Regions from separate parts of the Mus musculus genome. Here region 1 is linked to region 2. The links are chromatin contacts, called in public promoter capture Hi-C maps. All regions are on one chromosome and are shown on one strand. The core of a region is the stretch at or near the end of the contact, and the rest is flanking DNA. Distances in the headings are between cores, read along the strand shown. Region 1 overlaps Lrp1 (low density lipoprotein receptor-related protein 1). Region 2 holds the start of Mip (major intrinsic protein of lens fiber).

The links. Promoter capture Hi-C pulls out the DNA fragments that hold promoters and counts their contacts.
Region 1: a promoter capture Hi-C map of stem cell-derived epiblast-like cells shows a contact between it and region 2, with 2.8 times the contacts expected there. The contact joins the enhancer-like site here to the promoter of Mip in region 2. A contact is called at or near these places in 7 of 39 promoter capture datasets (3T3-L1-derived adipocytes, the C10 cell line, cranial neural crest and 3 more) and 2 of 115 datasets of contacts at active chromatin or transcription factors (embryonic stem cells and stem cell-derived neural progenitor cells).

Annotation. Positions count from the first base shown.
Region 1 is chr10:127,561,937-127,565,461 of GRCm38.p6, forward strand. It overlaps Lrp1 (low density lipoprotein receptor-related protein 1), which reads right to left. Exons shown (of 89, transcript NM_008512.2): 42 at 1,668-1,857. Among named protein-coding and RNA genes, the nearest start is that of Nxph4, 29 kb to the left of the region's middle. Within about 2 kb of position 2,050, at least 77 of the 459 cell types and tissues checked have an H3K27ac peak or open chromatin away from gene starts, as enhancers often do. A contact at or near this core is called in embryonic stem cells, where this site is marked.
Region 2 is chr10:128,224,380-128,227,981 of GRCm38.p6, forward strand. It overlaps Mip (major intrinsic protein of lens fiber), which reads left to right and starts at 1,431. Exons shown (of 4, transcript NM_008600.5): 1 at 1,431-1,862; 2 at 2,669-2,833; 3 at 3,254-3,334. The coding sequence starts at 1,503.

The DNA.
Region 1 (3,525 bases), core at 800-3,299, 660 kb before region 2:
CCTCTTTGAGGCCCTGGAGACCCATTCCTCAGGGACAGGATCGGCCTGTTGTTGTTTATGAGACCGAGTTTCCTGTAGCTCTGACTGTCTTGGCACTGTCTCAGTAGACCAGGCTACCCCTGAACTCAAGAGATCTGCCTGCTCTGCTTCCCCAATGCATCACACCACACACAGGACTCTTTATGGATGGAGGTGGCGACCCATTCAGCCTGTCCTGGGGCAGCAGCTGTAGCATGCTTTCTCTCTCTCTCTCTCCCTTCTTCAGATAGGGCCTGTTGTATCCCAGGCTACCCTTCAACTAGTTACATAGCTTAATGACCTCAACTCCCACCGTTCCTACATCCACCTCCCCAGTGCTGAGATTATAGTCATGGACCACCTTGCCTGGCCCGAGTGCTGTTTCCTGGCTTGTGCAGCCTGGCTTTACAGTGATTTCCACACTCTCAAGTCCAGCCTAGACCACACTCACAGCGGAGCACCAAATTGACTTACATGGGATGTACCCTGAGTTAAGAGTTTGGCAAAGCTGCTTTGTGGGATGGTGGGGTGGGGGAGGGGAGGCTTCCTTGGGGCAGAGGGTCAGCAACTAGAAATACAGTGGACGTTCTACCTGTCCAACTATCTGATTTCCAAGGACACTAATGCTTCAGTGAGGATCAGGAGGAGTATGGCTGGCTGGCTGAACCACTATCCTGACATACTGGCTCCTTCCAGCTCTCTCCCCTAACCTAAGACAATCTCAGCCCTCTAGTCACCCCTGAGCTGCCTCCCTGATGACATTCTCCCAGACTTCCACAGGGCAGGTCTTTGGCAGTCATGAAATCCTCCACCCTCTGCCAACCAGTCCATTCTCTGTGTACTTGGGTTTTTTTGAAGCCACTGGCTCTGGGGCTCTAGAGAGAGAGAGAGAAAGAGAGAGCACTTTCCTGGGCTCAGCCAGGAGGGACTTGGTTGAAACCGAGGATGCCTCTTTTAGAATGGCAGAAAAATATCATGACAGCCCCTCCCCAGAGGCTCTAGGCCCAGGAAGGACAGGCCCCAGGACCAGCCCAGACAGGTGAGGTCACCAAGGCTGTGGCATTGCTTTAGTTTCCTAGTGAGGCTGATAGAAAGCATTCTGATTCCAGCTGAACTGGGGAGGGCAGGTCGCTCAGACGTGAGCCAGGACTGCTATGCAGAGGGTGTGACTCACTAGTAACCTGCACATCAAAATGAAGAAAGACAGGGTAGGCAGGACAGGTAGACCAGACTCCCTGCCTGCTCAGGCTAGCCTTGCCCAAATGGTGGGCAGTCCCGTTGCTGTCCTGTTTGACCTTTTCTTGCTTTTCTCACTTTGGGGCCTTGTGCTCACAACTGCCTTCACAATGCCTCTTGGTCACTGTAATAAGACCTCTGCTCAGCAAGGGGTTTGAACAGGCCCAGCCCATATCCTCAAGGTCAGTGAGCCTTCGCTGAAGCTTTGAGTCCCACGGTACTGTGTGATGAATGCCAGTCACAAAGCCAGAGGCATCTCCCACGGCCCTCAACCTCCCTTCATTTCTGACACTTGTATTAAGCAGCGCCCTGAGAGGTGATGCATCTCACTGAGGCCAGAAATGGTGGGCCCTGCCTGTCCCCTTTCTGTTCCCGTATGACATAGCTCCCACCCCCCAGGCCCAGCAGCTCACTTCTGGCACTCATCCAGCACAAAGGCTCTCGGGTGGTCGTCTCCGGACATGGTGATGACTGTCTCCCTCTCGAAGGCCCCTGGGCGAGTCTGGTCCACGGTGTGGCGGGTGATGGTGGATGTGGTGTAGCTTGTCCAGTACAGTGTGTCCCAGCCACGGTGATAGGCCAGGCCTTCCACAGAGCCCACATCTGTGAAGAGACAGGAACAGCTGTGGGTTGAGAAGGGCCAACCAGCAGAAGCAGAGGGGCAGCCTGGTAGGTGCTAAGGGCATGACTGGCTCCCCTGGAATTGTGGGAACCGGGAGTTCCTCCGAGGGCTCTTTGGTCAGACTTGCCAGGGCCCCAGGGCCCCTCACAGAGCCACGTCACACCACCTGCGTCATGATCCGTGGCACCTTCCTTCCTCTTCTCTTGCCCACCCCCCACTCCCGGCCTATGTGTGGTCACACTCTTCAGAAGTGGAGTTCTGTTTATTCATGTATGGGGGAGATTCCGGCTAACTGAATTCTACTATTCCTCTGGGGCCAGACTGGAAAGCTTCCTGCTTGCAGAGGCCTTGAACTGGAATTTTTTGGGGGGAGGGGGAGCATGGGGTGGTCGAGACAGGGTTTCTCTGTGTGGCCCTGGCTGTCCTGAACTCACTCTGTAGACCAGGCTGGCCTCAAACTTAGAAATACACCTGCCTCTGCCTCCCAAGTGCTGGGATTGAAGGCGTGCGCCATCACGCTGGGCTGAGCTGGAATGTTTTATAAAGCAGATGTAACTAAAAAGACAGAGCTGAACAGTGCTGTGAGCAGCAGCCAGCGGAGGCTCCGGGGCTCCCTGGGGCGTGTCTATGTGACTGCCAGAGGCGGAGCACACTGTAGGACGGACAACAGAGAGCGTGATAGGAGGGGCTGGCTCCCAGTCTCTCCTGATGGAGCTGAGATTGAGAGTATCCAGTTTAGGTGCTGGGGCTGGGCCCAACGTCCTGCACATGCTGAGCACGAGCTCCACCAGCCCTCAGACGCTCCATTTTTAGACACAGACAGGATGTCGTAGAGAAAGTGTGCCAGGAGACAGAAGGACAGAGGGACAGGTCTATTCTTTTCTATGCAGTACCTAGTCAGCACCTGGCTGGTCTGAATGGACCTCCTGGATGAAGAGAGGAACAAAGGAGGAATGGGAATAGACCTTGGGTAACACAGTGCTCACCTACCTAGCATGCACAAAGCTCTGGGTTCAAGTCCTACCACAACATAAAAAAAAAGGGTATGGTAGTGGCGCACACCTATAATCCCAGATGACCCCAGTGCTGTGCAGGCAGGAGGATCAGAAGTTCAAATCAAGGTTATGTGTGGCTACAAAATGTTTCTTAAAAAAGTAAAGGAGTGGGGCTGGAGAGATGGCTCAGAGGTTAAGATAACTGACTGCTATTCTGAAGGTCCTGAGTTCAATTCCCAGCAACTACATGGTGGCTCACAACCATCCGTAATGAGATCTGACACCCTCTTCTGGAGTGTCTGAAGACAGCTACAGTGTACTTATGTATAATAAATAAATAAATCTTAAAAAAAAAAAAAGAAGTAAAGAAGTAAAGAAGAAGGGGGTGGGGATGAGATGGCTCAGCGGTTAAGAGCACTGACTGCTCATCCAGAGGTCCTGAGTTCAATCCCCAGAAATCACATGGTGGCTCATAGCCATCCAGAATGAGACCTGATGCCCTCTTTTGGTGTGTCTGAAGAGAGTGACATTGTACTCATATACATAAAATAAATAAATCTTAAGCCTTCCGCTCCGGGAAGAAGTGGGGCTGGAGAGAGGAGGAGGAGGAGGAGGAAGAGGAAGATGAGGAGGAGGAGAAGAAAAACAAGAGGG
Region 2 (3,602 bases), core at 181-2,680:
CACTCAGAGGGTCTCAACTCCTATCTGTGATGTGCTAACCTTGCTCCTCTCTGAGGCCATTTCCTGCAGGCAGCACAAACCCTGCATTTTCTGGGGTTGACGTAGGTGACTGGGATCTACAGAGTGAGATGCTACGAAGGTTACAGGACCTGAAGTCAGGAGTCTTTTGAGATGCTCCTGGGATGTTCAAGGGTCCATGGATGTTACTGTTTCTCTTCATCAGTCCCTGTGAGTGCCCCTGGTCTTGACAACTTCCCCTGCTGTTCTGTGGGTTACAGGGGCCCTCCACCGTCACTGTACTGTCTGTACCATCCAACCCCAAGTTGCACATTGCAGGACAGAAACACAACTCCCTAATGTGTTCCTTCTCACTCCCCACTGGAGGAGAGGCACTGGCTGAGCCATCCCTACAGGGTCTGCTCCAGGGCTTCACATGAAAAGCTCTGCTGACCTGTATGACTTCCCAGGTGGAGGAGTCTGTCTCGGAACCCCATTTTTCCTTCTCTATTCACAGAGCCCCGCTCTCCTAGGCCCCATGTCCCTCTCTGAAGCTGAACAGAGCTGAACCTCTTTCCCCTTGACCCAGATTCTTCTGCGTCTGGGTTGAGGGTGGGCACTCCAGTCTTGCTCTCAGCTGTCCTGGAGAACTGACTGAGCTGTTTTGCCAAGTGACTGTTTCTTCTCATCCACCACCTCCTGCTACCTCACATGGGTTAGGAAAAGGCACAGCGTGGCAAGAAAGTGGGAAAACGGACCACGTTTCCTCCTTCTGGGACCCCAACCCCACTTTCAGATCATGTTTCCCCACCCCCTGGTTTAAAAGGGCAGGCTGATGGTTTGGAAAGGGAGACGCTGGCATGGCCAGGGGGTAGGGAACTCCGGGGCTCTGAGAAAGCCAGACACAGCAGAACTATTCAGTTCCAGAGCTGCAGGGTCCACAGATTCCAGTCCAAACCAGCCAATGGGAGAAGGCCCCCTAATCCCAGGGAACTAAAGAATTCTCTTCAGTTATTCAATTCCCCTGCTGCACCCCACTCCTTACCCCCTCCCCCACCCTTAACCCCAATAGACTCAAGGGAGCCAGAGACCCCCATGAGCGAGCCCACCCTATCTTAGAGGAAGTGAACTCAACCTAACTACCTTCCAAGAAATCTGAGGAATGTTCTAAACCAGGTGTCAGTCAGGACTATACTATGAGCCTCAGCTTTGACACACACAGACACACTGTTCTAGTTCTCCATCCATGGACCCCATACTTCTGGCTCCTTGGCTTCTGCGCTCATCCCCGCCCCTCCCCCTGCTGAGGAGAGAGAAAAGGAAATCCAACCTCTTTACCAGAAGTTCGATTCAGACCTCCACAGCTGTGAAGGGGTTAAGAGGCAGAGCCAATTACCTCAACCTGCCCCTCCCAGGGATTAAGAGTCCTCTATAAAGGGGACTGTCAACCCAGGCAGGTCCAGGGGGTTATTAGGGACCCAGGCACTGTGTTCACCCCCACTGCCATGTGGGAACTTCGGTCTGCCTCCTTTTGGAGGGCCATATTTGCTGAGTTCTTTGCCACCCTCTTCTATGTCTTCTTTGGGCTTGGAGCCTCGCTACGTTGGGCCCCTGGGCCCCTACATGTCTTGCAAGTGGCTTTGGCCTTTGGCCTGGCCTTGGCTACATTGGTGCAGACTGTGGGTCACATCAGTGGAGCCCATGTCAACCCTGCGGTCACTTTTGCCTTCCTTGTGGGCTCCCAGATGTCCTTGCTCCGGGCTTTCTGCTATATAGCAGCCCAGCTTCTGGGAGCTGTGGCTGGGGCGGCTGTGCTGTACAGTGTCACCCCACCAGCTGTCCGAGGAAACCTAGCGCTCAACACGGTAAGGGCTGGCTAAGGGTTGGGGAACACAGTGTCCTGACTGTTGGCCTGGCATGCTTGCTCATGGTTGTGTGTGTGTGTGTGTGTGCGTGTGCACGTGCGTGTGCATGTGTGTGAGCCATAAGTGCTCTGGAGGGGAAAGGAAAGCATAGAGGCCTCCGTGGTGAATCCAGAAAGTTGAGTTCAAGTCCCCTTTCCTTCTGTTTTGAGCTGGAGGGCCAGGGGTGGGGGTGGGGCAGGCGCAGGACTCTAGACCTAGCCTTCCTACATAGCCAAAGAGTCCTTCTGCCTCTACTCACCACCCCCTCCCCCAAGTGCTAAGATTACAGACAGGTACACCCAAACACATCCAGTTTATGTAGTGCTGGGAATGGAACCAGGGCCTCACGCATGCTAAGAGGCAAGTCACATCAAATGAGCTGCACACCCAGCTCTTCTCTCCCCTACTCCTTAAGACAGGGTTTCTCTGTGTAGCCCTGGCTATCCTGGAAGCTCTGTAGACCAGGGTGACTTCAGACTTACAGAGGAGGCCTGCCTCTGCCTCCTGAATGCTGGGATTAAAGGCAAGTGTCACCACTGCCAGGCCAGGCTCTTAGATTTATTTTACTTTATAAAGTCTCAGTTTCCCCTCTCAGGTGAGTGAGTGCAATCATTTCTACAACAAAGAAGCTCTGTTAGGATAGCAACACTGGCTTGGGAGGGGCTCCGCATCCTCTCCCGGGAACTGAAGTGTAAGGGGTGCCTGCTTCAAGTGGGAACAGCGTGGCAGGGCTAACAGTTGCCTCTGTTTCTGTCCCCTTTGGCCAGCTGCATGCTGGGGTGAGCGTGGGCCAGGCCACCACTGTGGAGATCTTCTTGACGCTCCAGTTCGTGCTCTGCATCTTTGCTACATACGACGAGAGGCGGAATGGCCGCATGGGCTCTGTAGCCCTGGCTGTTGGCTTCTCCCTCACCCTGGGGCACCTCTTTGGGGTAAGCAAGAGAGGTGGGAAATTTCTTACTCAAGGAATCTAGGGACCCTAAAGTATTACCAACTTATAAGGGTTCTTTCCTTCCTACTCCACCTTTAATCCTAAGTATTATATATATACCCTATTCAGTACCAGTTGGTACAAAGGGATAAACTTTCTTACAACTGCTATATCTAATCCTTCTTGACTTTAGGATGGAAAGTTATATATCATGAATAGAACTGTTCTTCTGGGGCCATAAGTCTGTCCCTAGATGGAATATCAGTGCTACTCTCTACCCTGGAGATGTATGAAGCTGGTATTACTGCATTGGCTGATGGCTGGAGACAAGACAGCAGCTCTCACCGGCCATAGGGGCTGTAAAGAAGAGAAGCTGCAAGAGTTGGGTGGGGTGTCTCAGTGGCAACTGTGTCTTTTGCAGATGTATTACACTGGTGCGGGGATGAACCCAGCCCGCTCCTTTGCTCCTGCCATCCTCACCCGGAACTTCAGCAACCACTGGGTAAGTTAGAGTACAGGGTAAGTCACAGAGCACTTTTGGATGGGGCTGGACTGCTGCCAGCATGCAGCTGAGGAGCCTATTACAGACCTTGGCATGCTTACACGTGCACATTGCACTATTCTGCCGAAAGGAGAAGCTCTTAGCTGGGTCTGGTGATACATGCCTGTAGTGCCGACATAGCAAGACCTCATTTCTAAAACAAATGGACAGGGAGCTCTTACTTATAGGGAGCTTCTCTTGTTAACTGGCGATTTTTATTGAGCATTCG